2 separate regions of the Gossypium hirsutum genome follow, and region 2 is linked to region 1. A link is a contact called in public Hi-C data. All regions are on one chromosome and are shown on one strand. Each heading gives the region's core, a stretch centred on a gene start, on an enhancer-like site or on the middle of the called end of the contact. The rest is flanking DNA. Distances are from core to core; before and after follow the strand shown. Region 1 holds the start of LOC107897922 (NADH dehydrogenase [ubiquinone] 1 beta subcomplex subunit 10-B). Region 2 overlaps LOC107888761 (kinesin-like protein KIN-14K).

Region 1 (7,245 bases), core at 1,334-3,833:
TAAAAATGTGATGTCATAAAAATAAAATAAACACGAATATGAACGCGTTAAACTTTATGTAAAACAAATTATTAATGCGATAACAGGGTCGAAGCCAGCAGGATACACAGGGCATTGTCCCCTTGGTTAAATCAAACAAATTGCACTTTTAGTCTCTTTTAAAAGTTAATCATTTAAATTAAATCCTTTGATTATAGAAAATTATATTTTTTACCCTCTTGAAATTAATAATTTAATTTAAACCTTTTTAAGTTATTTTTTATACAATTTTTAAATTGCCTATAAATCTATTTAAATCTTAAATTAGAAAATATTACGCATGTGAGTACGCTCGAATCAATAATCACTCGATTCTCATGTGTTAACAGAGTTAGTACTTCATCAATAATATATTTTTAAGGTATTAATTTAATATTTTTGAATAAACTCTTTTAGCTTTAATCTTCTCAAAATTTTATAATAATAGAATAATGGTTAATAATTGATAAACTGTCAAAATATATTTTTTTATTTCATAAATAGGTTTAATATTTTTCTATATTCTACAACACACTTGTGATCATCCTAATCTTATTTGTAAAATTTTAAAAAATTATTACTAAATATTTTCTCATAAAATACTTACTCACTTAAAAATTAGTTTTATTTTTAGGATAATAAAAATATATTTTTAAAAAAAAAAATTTTCGTGGGTGTAATGAATCTTTTCTCTTTTAATACTCATCCAAAGTTGAACTTGAAGATGCTGCTTGCCCGGACAAATCATAGATGTTGATTTATCTATATCTATACACTGTATTTGATTGAGTTAATATAATCAAAGAGTTTAATTTAATCGTAAAATTATTAATTTTTTTTTTATTTTGAAGAGTTTTAATTTTTTGATTTATTTTTATGTCATATGCTATATGTTTATTTTTAAAATTATATATTTTTATAAATTTTAAAAATATATATACTAATTAAATAGATGGAAATAAAAAGCGAAAAACAATCTATAGTAAAATATAAAGTAATTAGATAAAATAAGTCATTCGAATTTTAGTTGAAATTTCACTTATAAAGAACCATTATTTTAATATTTTATTGTCTTTAACATAATTTTTCACAACACAATGATAAACAACATTCATAATTATGTAAATATTATTAAAATTAAATAGTAGTAAAACTATAGAAGATCAAATAATAATAACTAAACATCTCAAATAATAATGAAAGTCATACCTTTTTCGGTGTTGAAACAAAACCTATTAAATGATGCTAAAATATGATTTTTTAAAATAATATTTTCTAGATGTTATTTTGAATGAAAATGTGTCATTGTGCATATATTTATAATGTTAAATATTAGTTTTAATTGGTATATAACTATTCATTAATTAAATGATAATTAATTTATAATAATAAATGTAATTTAATATGGATCCAAAGTTTAATTAAGTGATAATAATTGTTACATTGATAATGAAAACATTATTAATAAAATAATTATAACTATTTTTATATTATATTATATTATATTATTTTATAGATTAAAAAAATAAGAAATATAGATAGTACAAAGTATTGATTCTTAAACGATCGATTTTATTTATATTAATTTCTCAAATAGATATAAGTCATACTATTTGTTGAGTTAGAATTTATGTTGAATTAAATCGATTTGGTTAGATGTATTTAATATTTATATAAAAAATAGTTAAGTTAATTTTAAAATATATTTATTTTCTTTTGAGTTTTGATATATAAATTAAGAATAAATACATAAATTTATACATTATAGATTAGACCATTATAATGATATTATTATATATATAATGATAATCTCACACATTATTTTTTATTAATTATAAAAAATATTTTTAACATTATTAATTATTATCATATTTTAAATAAAAATTATATTTATTTAATCAAAAGATTCAATTTTGATTATTTTTAATTTATCCAATTATGTTAAATAATTTTATAATTTTATTAATTAATAATATATTATGCTATTTTATAAGTAGAACTTTTTATTCTTCAAATTTTTTTAAAAAAGATACGATCAAATTAAATAATTTCACATTAATATATTATCATATTAATTAATATTACTTTTATTATTCTCACATAATAATATAAAAAAATTATTATTTTAATGTCAATTTAGTAATATAATTTATAATAAAAAGTATTCTTGTTTCATATATATATTATAAATAGATGCTAAATGTATATATACAATGACTGATAAGAATTGAAATAAAAATATTACAATTTTAAGCATAATCTCTTCTTTTTTTATTTAAGATTAATTTTATTATAAGTTTTTATCATATTTATTCTTTTTGAATAATGTCTAGAACTATTCATTAACACCTCCTCAACCCTTAAATAGTAGGATAATACGTTTTAGGGCACTCAAATTCAAAACTTTTTATACTGACAATAATACAGATAGAAATCGAATTAAAACTAAATGAAAATTACTATCTCATTTAACTTTTGTATTAATTCTATCAATAAAACATAGTTGCTTTATATTAGTGTATCGGTTTCCGTCCTCAACTGAATATAAATTCAGTGGGCCGGGAAAGGCTACAAAAGAAGTCCAGAAAATAAAAAAATAAGCGGAAACCCAATTTCAAACCCAAAATCTCCACTAAAACAAACCGAAGGGCAAGCGAGCAAGAGCCGAGTGAGAGAAACTGAGAAAGAGATGGGCAGGAAGAAGGGAGTAGCAGAGTTCGAAGAAACGGCGCCGGATGACTTCGACCCGGCCAATCCCTACAAAGACCCGGTGGCCATGCTTGAAATGAGGGAGCATATAGTTCGAGAGAAATGGATTGACATTGAGAAAGCCAAGATCCTCCGTGACAAGGTCAGGTGGTGCTACCGCATCGAAGGGGTCAACCATCTCCAGAAGTGCCGCCATCTCGTACGCCAGTACCTCGACGCCACCCGTGGCATCGGCTGGGGCAAGGATGGCCGTCATCCCTCCCTCCACGGTCCCTATCTTTCTTTACTACATAAAAGACTTCATTTTATTTATTATAAACTCGATTGATTATGATTTCTTATTACTTGCTCTTTGCTTCCCCAATTTCAAACAAGATCAGTCGTTTTGCCGTAGACAATGTATATTTTGCTTTTATATGTATTAACTGTTCATTTTTTTAAAGTTTTTAATTTGATTCTGAATTTGTTTTATTAGCTACGTTCTATAACAACTTTTCAGAGTGGGAAGCAAAACAAGTAGTAAAAGTTACAAAAAAGATTCAGCATTGATTTATCCATTTATTTGTGTATTAGTCAACATTGTTCTCTGGGGAAGGAATGGCTGAGCTGTATTGATTTTGTGTTGATGATTTGGGATTTTAGGTCCAAAGGTTGAAGAGATCGATTCAGAATGAATGGCTGCATTTGGTCATGATAGGTAATCTCGGACTCTAATTCATTCTATATACTATCTACTGAACAATCCTTGTTACTTTATTGGTTCAACAGAATTATTTCTTGCTTTGTTGATGTTGTTCACCGTTTGCTTGAACTTTAGAATCTGTATAAAGAAAATTTCAAAACAATTTAACCAAATCAGGTGGGCATGAACATGCCTGTGATATGAACTTACAGAAAGTTTATGGAAGCCAAGTTGGTGGAGAAAAACATGAAATTATAAAGTAGAAGTTGGGGGAAAAAGAATAGTTTAAGGCTTTATGCTTATTGGTAATGTTTCAAAGACCCCCCTGGGTGATTAAGCAGTAAAATCTTTCAAAGAGAGTGCTTTAGTTCTAGAGATATCTACTTCCATATTGTAAACCTCAACGCTATTACTGTCCCTATCTTTAATTACTAGAAATCCTATGTTTTCCAATTCTTTTGTGTCAGCTCCAGTAATAGATAGTTTTGTACTTTCTTCTTTTGGAATATCAGAAGCTGGGCAGCTTTTTCTTGAGCTGGTGCGCTGACAGCTGATTTACCATCTCAACTTTTCTCATCTACCTCATCGATGTCTTTTTTGCTATATGAGCAGTAGGAGTATTCTTGCTCTCACTCTGAGCAAGTTTGCCAGCTTTAGTTTTTGATGAGCAGGTCTTGGAGAAATTTACAGCATTTAAAGTAGATATTACAACAGTTGCATACTGTTTTGCAATGCCTAGTTGTCTGCCCACAACACTCATGATCCACATAGATGCGCTTGGCCTTTCTAATCACTCCTAAAGGTCATTTGGAGTCTTAAAAGTTGTCTTCCATTCATCAACACTTCTCAATCTATCGTGGTGATAACTACTCTTCAAATCAATCATTGAAAACTCCACAGAACCAGCCAATTGACCAAGACTATTACTCAACCAAGGTATCCCAACAAGAATATGATCTATAGACATAGGAATATCAGACAATGCTTTATCATCTAATTGAGGACACTCTTTAAAGTATGCTTCTATCTCTTGGACTTTATGCTGAGGATGGCTATGGTAACACTTCTTTTTGGAATGCTGGCTAGGATCCTAATCACTATTCAAGGGAGAATCTATTTCAATACTTGATTCGTCTTACAATCATTGTCTTTGATTTTCATAATTAGTTCTCCAGAGGCCTCATGGGTCATGCCGAACATATTGGGACTCAAATATATTTGGGCTAATGTACGGGTCAGGTTGGTGTTGATCCCTAACTTCTTTAAAACCCTTCACTTGAGCAGTTGATGCCTTTAAAAGTGAAGATCGTTGGCTAAGTGCATCTACGGCACGGTTAGACTCCTCTTCACCTTCAGTTGTTGTTGTCAACTCTTCACGAACAGTTGAGGACTCTCCTTGAACTCGATGCATAGCTGCTTTACTTTCTTTGGGATACTCATCATAAATAGGATCTAACAGATTGTACTCTTGTTCTTTCATATGCATCCTGTCGTGAAAATCAACAATTTCAATGTTAATTCCACCTCTTTTTAATTCAAAAGCATGTGCTATCCACTCCTTCAATCCACCTCGTACGACACAATTTGTGGGTCTAACATCATGAAAGTGGTTTTCTTCCTCACCCAAATCGAATTTATTAGGGAGGCTACCTTCTGATATGTCAAACTGGTTGTGGGTACAGTCCAGAATCTCTATTTGGGTTCCCATTTGTGCACACGACATTTCTTCAATTGCACACTATATGCTACACTGAATTCCTCTTCCTCACTATCACATCCAACCATGGCTTAATAGAAAACTCTAATATAAATCCTATGATCTAATTAGTCTTTGATGCCAAAATTGGTGTGGTTTAGGGAGAAAACAACAGTAAATTAGCATAATTTGGACTAGAAACAAGTAGAAAGAAGTTGCAACTCTAGAAAACTTAGGGTTATAAAAAAGCTATTAGTTTTATGGTATATCCATTATGTGGGTAAAGAAATAAAAAAAAATTCATAAAAAAATTTAAGCATTGGTTTTTTTCGGAAAAAATAACTACTCGTCTGATAGTGCTTTTAGCTATGGTTGGACTTTGGATGAAGTTAAATTACTAGGCAAATATCGCCTCAAAAGCGTCAGAAAGATTCATATTGTGGTTGACTGTGCCACAGCATGCCAGATTGGCAACCTTGTGTTGATTGTGCTCACTGGTTTTACCAGTAATGACATGCTGACATGCAAGGTCAATCTTTATTAAGAAAAATGAAAATAAAGGGAAAACAGAGGAAGTACACTAAAATTTTATCCCAATTTTAGTAATGAATATGATATTTTGTAGTTAATGTTTTATTAAATTTATGTTAATTTTATTATTAAAATTTTTATTATTGATATTTTATAGAAGATTAAAATATAAGAGAAATTTTTTAAAGAAATATATAAATATTTTACTTAAGGGTAAAATAGTATTTTATGCTTATTCCTTGCATATTCTTTGACATAATTTTACCTATCAAACATCTCTGTTCCATTCCTCTCTGATTCCAGTCTACTAACCAAATTACGTGATACCTATAAAAAAAAATAGCTAGAATTCTTTATAAGTAAATGCGTTCAACTATATATAGCTTTGTATTGAACGCACTGTTGACAACTTGCATTCCAAAGAGAAACTATTCATTTATTTCTTAAGTAGTTTACAATATTAAGTGGTTGCATTCAGAGAACAACCATTGATTTGTGGTTTACCCTTTTTTACTTTTTTTTTTTGAAAACGATTTGCTGTTTACCTAAGTGTGGTTGAGAGATTACATGAAACTGTTCTACATAGCGATCACTGTGAGAACTTCACAGTTCTCATTTTGTTACATCTAAACTACTCCATTTCTTTATGGTTTATCACTTCATCTCTGTTTTTTCTTTCCTTTTAAATGAATTTTGTGGGACCTTGCAGTTTTAGAATGTAATAAAACAAGGATGAGGTGGATAGTTGAATATATGTGCTAAGGAGGTTTATATTGATAGTTTTATTATAAGAGTTGATACGAACATTCTGGTCTAATATGATACCCTATGATGTGACATGAAATTTAGATTCCCAGAGTAAATGAGAACAAGTAATTAATCAATAAATAAAACAAAGGAGCAATATTTTTTGCTACCTTCATGTGGTGGCGGTGGTATCACTACATTTTAATTCCTTTAGTATCATCTTGAGTGAGACTTTTTTCTTCGCCTTTTACATTGCCGAATATATTATGGTCTTTCCAGTGTTCTTTATCTATTTTATGTGGTATGACCACCGAATTGTACATTTCTGATGAAAGGACTCTCTTCAGAATTATTTAATCAATCTCTGTGGTAGGTGTAAAGTTTACATTTGTGTTATAATTCAAAACTTGGAAAAATAGAGCTAATAATATCATACTTCACTGTTGCAGGTGACTGACTTTGGGCAGCAAAGTAAGGAGTGTGGGATTTGAATAATTGTCCACCTACATTGTCACTATTGTTGTTTGTGTTGTAAGACTCTTATAACAAGATCAGACGTGATGCCATTTTCTTTTTCCATTCTTGTCAGCTTCCAAAATCTTGGTAAATTACTTGGGCAAGTTGTCCGTAACAGTACATCAGATAAATGAAATAAGTTCCTTGTCATTTCATGCTTGATAAGAGGTTATAGTTTTGATGCCAGTTTGATTGTTGATATTGAAGATTTTCTGTTGGGTTTAATTTAGGAAGGTTTGTGGTAAACTATTGTGTCCTACTCCGAAATCAGATCAGGTGAGGGTTTAATTTAAGTGTTTTGATGCTCTTTCAACATGTAGTTTTACCAGGTTTGGATATATAATTT
Region 2 (6,866 bases), core at 3,248-5,747, 510 kb before region 1:
AAACTTTTAAAGTTTTAGAAGTTTTCATTGTTTATTTCTTGAATAATTAAGCTTAAAATTGATAGATTTTAAGCTTAGAATATGAAAAGGACTAGATTGTAAAGTTAGCTTATTGTTAACTTTGTTACATTGGAGACCAAATTGAATAATGTGAAACTTGTCATGAAATTATGTTAGAAATAGGATGTATAAAGTCCCTAATGAGAACATATGAAATCAAATTTTAATCCGAAGCTAGGAATCGAAAGTTATGCTTATCTCGATTTTATGGACTAAATTGAATAAAATGTAAATTTTGGGGAAATCAAAAAGTAAATTTATATAAGATCATGCATATTATAGCATAGTATGAAAATATTTGGTATTGATTGATGATATAAAATAATTATATAGATCAAGAATTGGGTCGAAGTGAAGTTAATCGAGGAAAAAATAAAATTACAGATTAGTCCTTAAAGTATTCTCTTTTCACATTTTGAACATGTATGTTCATATAGAACTTACTATATTGTTTTATATTATGCGTGAATTGTATTTGATTTCATTTATATGTTTAGCTATAAGTAGAATTTAGTGAATTTGGCATGTGTGGCTTAAAATGGACTGAATTGAAAAGTCATATGAATATTGGTTATTATGAAATAGTATAGGGTGAAAAATGTACAAGTTTATTGATGGTAGAACTTGTAAATGAAATATGTAATTGTGTACCTGGAATGGTAATGACATATATACGAAAACAATGCTCGTGTGAACTTAGTAAAAAGTTAGGATACGTATGGCATCCCGTTAGGGTTATACCCTTTCTTGATTAGGGATTTTACATGTTATAACGAGTTCTAGCATTTATTGCAGATTCTCGAGTTTTATATACATCGCAGGTTTAGCCTAGACGAGTAATCTCAATATAATGTTAGCTTGTGTGAGCAACCCTGATATATTGTCAGCTTGTATGAGCAACTTATTCCCTTGTATCTGAATCTGTTTTACTATAGTTCCATCGGGCGATATTCAATTGAATGGAAATGGAAACTTAAATGTGAATTGGAAATGAGATAGTATATGTTGATGTTTGATATGTGATTGATATGTGATTCCCTTAATGTATTGATATTACTCATGAGATGGAAACATGACTAACACACTTGATTGGTAATGTTGATATGTGACAAGTTATGCCATTATGTGGATAGCCATGTTGAATGCTAAAATGATTAGTTTAATTATGTTTAAAATGATCAAGGTATGTGTAGTGATTCGATTTGAACTTACTAAGCATTCTTAATGCTTACTCTAATTATTTTCCTTCCCTATAGATTGTCATCATGCAGAACTTGTAGAGCCAGATTAATGAAGGAGCACACACTATCCAAATATGGTAATTATATGTTCAATTTGAGTCTAGGCTATGTGACATATACATAAGGGCTCTTAATGTGCAAATGGTCATTTTGGAGTTGATAGTCTTATGTTAATTGTGGTGATGATTGGTTTTGAATATACTATTTGGTATAAAACTTAGTGGTGCATATTTTGATTAATTTTGATGCTAAGTGAATGATGCTTTTACTTTTTAATGGTTTGGCATGTTAAAGTTATCATTTAAACTATATGAATTGGTTAAATTGAATTAATGATTTGGGGATGGTAAGCTAAATGTTAAACATGTTTTATAGCTTAGTGTATGCTTTGATTGATTCATGTTAATCTCTTTGAATTGTTTAGTTTCCAATTAGTATAATGAACATGTTTGAGATTCTAATGAAGGCATTTTGGCATGGATAGATAAAATGGACTTAAATATGTTTAAATGTTGAATGGTTGGATTGTATGTTATAGAATGGTTGGTTTAAATGCATAGATACTTGAATTGGTTGTCATTGGCTTGGTTGTCATTCTAGTGTAAGGTTGAATAAAGCACTTAGGATATGGCTTGAAGTTAACTAAATTAGGTACCAAATGTGTATTTTGCTAAAAACAGGGACAATGTCGCGACCACGAGTCCCTGACGTCGCAGCGTCGTCCGACAGTGAGTGGCATTGCGACATGGATATACATGTTGTCGTGATGTGACTTACTGAGTTGACAACTCCGCGACGAGGAGATAATAAATTTGCGACGTCAAATTGAGAATTTTAAAACTTCACAGTTAGGTAGGAGTTTTCTTAAGCTTTTGTAAGACCCAAAAATGATTGTATATCATATTAAATGCATGTGTTACTTGGATTTAAATACATAATGATATAAATTGAGTATATATTCCATCGTTATTGCTTCGACAATGAATGTAGCATTCTATAGCTTAGACTCAGCGATCTGGTCGAGTAAGGGATGTTACAGTTCATGGGCCGAGCTAATGTTAAAATTTAAGCATGTTTTCTATGCTTGAGCCTAACCTGAAAATAGGCGTAAAATTTTCCCTAAGCTTGGTCCAGATAAAAAAAAATGCTAAATCCAAGCCTGACTCGTCGTATTAAAATTTTTTATATTACTTTTATATAAAAATAAATTTAAATAATACATCAAATAAACTAAAAATATTAAAATAAATATTTTCCAACAAATTGAAAATATATTAAAAAAATTTTATACTTAAATAATACTAAGATAATTGCAACTTAACAAGCAAATGCCTCTAAAATACTATACAAGTGATCTACAAGTGTCCTCATCCGTTTCACAATTTGAATATAGTCATGTTCGGAATGGAGCTAATATTTAAGAAAAGTCCTCTCAACAATAAAAACTCGAAAATTTAAACTTAATTCAGGTACTTAAAAAAAAATTCTACTTTTATTTCTTCCAACCATTTTACCTATCCTACTTTAAACCATAATTTTTGCACAATGATGATTGGATTTATAATGATTTTATAGTAAAGATTAGATTTGTAATTATTTTATAACGAGAACAAATGATTAAGAGGTGCACTCTTTTACTATTTGATTACCTATTGAGTGATTTTCTTTAAAGAGATATCTTCCATATATATAAAAGTAATATTACTTTAATAATAGAAAAAAAATACAAAGAAACTTTTTTTTTACTTATTAATATAAATTAACATCGTAAAAAAATGATATAATATCAAATATAAAATTTTCATAAAAAAAAAGATGACATTAATTAGTATAGTCAATGTTCCCAAAAAAAAAAAAACCTACATAGTAATTATAGTGTATTATAGTGTACATGGTCCATAAATTTGACACGTAAACCCATCTGTTAAGAGGTGAAAAGTAGTAGCTAAAAATGGGTTAAAGGGTCGAACTTTTTATGCATCAGTTGGGCATCGTCAGCAAGTTGTTGCCCAAAAATCATTACTTTGTTCATTAAAGGCAAACGTGAATTAAAAAAATTTAAAGTATTAAATTTTAAATTAAAAATAATATAAAAATATATAAGCTATCTTAAAACCTAATACTTTAATTTAAAATTAATATTAAAGGGAAATCTAATATTATATGATGTCAATGAGAGGACATTTTTTACTTTTTTGTTAGGTCATGAATTCTACTATTAAGGAATGATATTGGATATTAGATACTACAGAAGTCATATATACACTGCACCAGTTGTTAATTTTTTATCTATTTGAATTCAAGCTTTTACTTACATTAAAACATACGAGTCATGCATAAATGATTTATTCTATTTGGGTCCTATCCAATGTACAATCAGTCCAATCAATTATATATGTGTTTCTATCTTCTGTGAGTCATTTGTTCCGATGCTAAAGATAAAGCATATTTCCAACTGGACTTTAGATATTAAATATTAGTCTTTTAATTAATTTGCTCATTTCCGATTAAACTAAGAACATGTTTAGATTATCTACCAATATAAGTCGTCTTCCCATATTATAATCCAACTATGTAATGCTATTTAATATTAGTTAAAGCTTAGATAATTACGAGCAAATACTTATTTCTATTTTGTTTTGCATGAAAAACTATTGAGATTAATATAAAAGAATATTAATGAAATCAATATATATTTTATATACATAAACGAAAATACTGCTCTTATTACACTATATCCAACAGCCCCTTGGCCAAATGGTGGAATTACTATATGAGGCCCTCCAATAAGTAAAATATTAAATTTAAGCATTTAAGACTATAATTAAATGAAATTTTCAAATCTCTAAAAAATAAATAATTTAATTTAAATATTTTTAATACAATATATTTAGCTTTGCCCTCCCCAAATTTACAATTTTATTTCGAACCACTAAACAAAATTACTAACTTCTCGTATTATTTTAATTCTTTTTTCTTTGACTGGAAATACTCACAAAATGCTTTTGACATATTGCAGATTGAAGGGAGAATTGATCGCAACTGTGCTAAGACATGGACCAAGCCACCTGCAAGAATTCATAAATGTATTTCGATGCTGCTACTTTTTTGCTGAGGACGCTAAGGCATGGGTTGGAGTGGTCAGAGACTCGTCTGGTACCTCCGTATGGTGCTGCTCTAGTTTTTGGGCAGGCTACAAGGACCCGATGGTGGCAGAAGGAATGGCGATACGAGAGGTGCAGTCTTGGCTCAAGTGGATGGGGCTTGATAATATTATCATTGAGTCTAATTGCCCACGTGTCGTGGGTGTGCTACAAAGCGAAGTGGTTAATGACTCGACAGTATTATTTATGATTGTCTCGAGCTAAACTGAGTTCCAATCCTTGCTCGTCTAATGGACATGTAGACTAGTAAACAAGGCAACTCATGGGGTTGAAAAGGGTGCTTTATAGGATGCTAACTACTTGATTTCGAAAACTATTTCTGGTATTGTGCATATTTTAGTTTCAAATTCTCAGTCAAATGTAAATAATGAAGCTAATGGGCATAAGCTTGAGTTTATGGGATGAAGTCTATTAGTTTCGGGTTAGTAATTCTTCACTTATTCTGTTGCTTTGACTTGTCTTTGAGTAAAATTATTTGGTTCTCCTTAAAAACGAAATTAACTTAGCCATAAAAATAAAATCATAAATTAATAAAAAATTTAAATCTATAAAATCTTTGTGTGCGATTGAATAAATAAAGGCAATAAAAATCCAAATTTATCCTCTTCTCTTTTTTCTTTTTTTCTTTTTGCAAATAATTCATATAAATAATCATAAAACTTTTTTTTTTCAAAATACAAATAAATAAATATATTGATTATTCATATAACAATTATTTGCAAAAAAGGAAAAAGGAGGAGAAATTTGGATTTTTATTGCCTTTATTTATTCAATCGCACACAAAGATTAATGTTATTGATTATTTATACGACAATTTCTCCATTTTAGCCTCATTAATGTTACTTCTGTTATTAACTTTGCATTTGTTGCTATTTCTTAATACTATGTAATCTCACTTGGTTCATAATATCAAATACAATTACAATAGTTATTAAATAGCATAAGTGAACTGATAAAATCTAAAAATATAATGGAAAGTGTGCATTGCTTTGATTTTGATATTCATATTTGAAGCTCAAGAAAGAATAAATAAAGAAAGAATTTAGATTAAGCTTTTATATGTTGTATTATAGATGGAGAACTTAGAGATGCTTAAAGAGGACAAGCTCTTGAAATCATGGTGTACATCATCATCATCATCATCTAGCTTTGTCAACTAAAATTCTGCCTCCACAAGAGTGAGTGTAAACACTGAGGAACTAAGAAAGCATAGCAAAGCAGTAGAAAATGAAAGATACGAATGAAGTTACCTTAAAAAGAAACCAGTCAGGAAATTAGATGTATTTCATTTCTTAGGCAGGCATGCATCATCAACATCATTATCTATACTGAAAATGAGACTTCAACATACATAAAATCATCATTATCATCATCTTCTAGGAAAAGGGCTGATTGAAGTGGAGCTTAGACTCTTCCTAACGCCTAAAAGGAGCAAATAGAAGACAATTTAGGAGGATATATGTCAACAGGCCTACTAATCTTTATCTACCATAGCTAATGAGAATTAAGCTAAAGAGCTCTGAGGTTTACATACTTGTTGAAGGCTGTGTAGAGTCTGTTCTTGATGCCTTTAACCCTTGTGTTGGTTTTTGTAAGTCAAGTCTTTGATGCTACAAAATTAGAATATATGAGATATAGATTAAACAATGGAGCACCTTATAAATGGAATACAGAAATTAAAAAATATTGAACAAATGTGAATGAAAGAAGGCTTACATCTGTTTGCAGCCTAAAATGAAGAAAAGCACTGGAACAAAGTTTCCCCATATCAAATTTATGTTATCTGCAAACCCAGTAAAGCTAGTTGTCACTTCTAGAATGTAACTTCAGATGTAAATGCAGTGACATTTTATGTTTAAGAAGAAAACTTTTAGTACTCAAACAGTAATGGGTTGAAACTTTGCAGTTTAGCTTGTTTCGATGTAAATGAAAGGAGGCAAAATATGGTCTAAAATACGATCACTTTTGGAATCTCATTAGAACAAAGAATGTGATCACTTTTGGAATCTTCTGAATGAAATTGAATAGCAAACTATAAAATTATCAATGAGTCCTGAGGAAAAAGAGAAGAAAGAATACTCAGTTGCCCAAACTTATGCCTTTAGGAAAAAGTGTGTATTACAGAGGAGGCATCAATTTCGGTACACATAGAAAGAACATTAGATATTTCAGTAAACTTCTCTTCATCCAAGGACTGCAGGGAAACCAGCCTTAGGATGCTTATTCTCACTGTGAACAATTTTCACAATCCGAAACTGCTTTCCCAGTATGTCCTTGGCCTTTTCCATTGGACAGTTTTCGGCTTTCATGAGGAAAGACACATATGGAATAGAGGAAGAACCATACCTCAATCAGCCTGTTCCTTGCTGCTCACAGTTGCTGCTGCTGCGGTATCCGTGGT

Evidence for each region. Hi-C and Micro-C count contacts between places; a contact is called where the count stands out from the background.
Region 2: a Hi-C map of leaf shows a contact between it and region 1, with 4 times the contacts expected there. The contact joins the enhancer-like site here to the promoter of LOC107897922 in region 1. A contact is called at or near these places in 10 of 34 Hi-C or Micro-C datasets (callus, hypocotyl, leaf and 2 more).

What each region holds. Positions count from the first base shown.
Region 1 is chrA09:44,755,302-44,762,546 of Gossypium_hirsutum_v2.1, reverse strand. LOC107897922 (NADH dehydrogenase [ubiquinone] 1 beta subcomplex subunit 10-B) reads left to right here and starts at 2,583. Exons shown (of 3, transcript XM_016823529.2): 1 at 2,583-2,996; 2 at 3,370-3,424; 3 at 6,833-7,049. The coding sequence starts at 2,708. The coding sequence ends at 3,401.
Region 2 is chrA09:45,263,257-45,270,122 of Gossypium_hirsutum_v2.1, reverse strand. It overlaps LOC107888761 (kinesin-like protein KIN-14K), which reads right to left. Exons shown (of 23, transcript XM_016812959.2): 19 at 6,812-6,866; 20 at 6,182-6,248; 21 at 6,000-6,075; 22 at 5,716-5,887; 23 at 5,434-5,629. The coding sequence ends at 6,836. Among protein-coding and RNA genes, the nearest start is that of LOC107888761, 9.3 kb to the right of the region's middle. Within about 2 kb of position 4,497, at least 3 of the 9 cell types and tissues checked have an H3K27ac peak or open chromatin away from gene starts, as enhancers often do.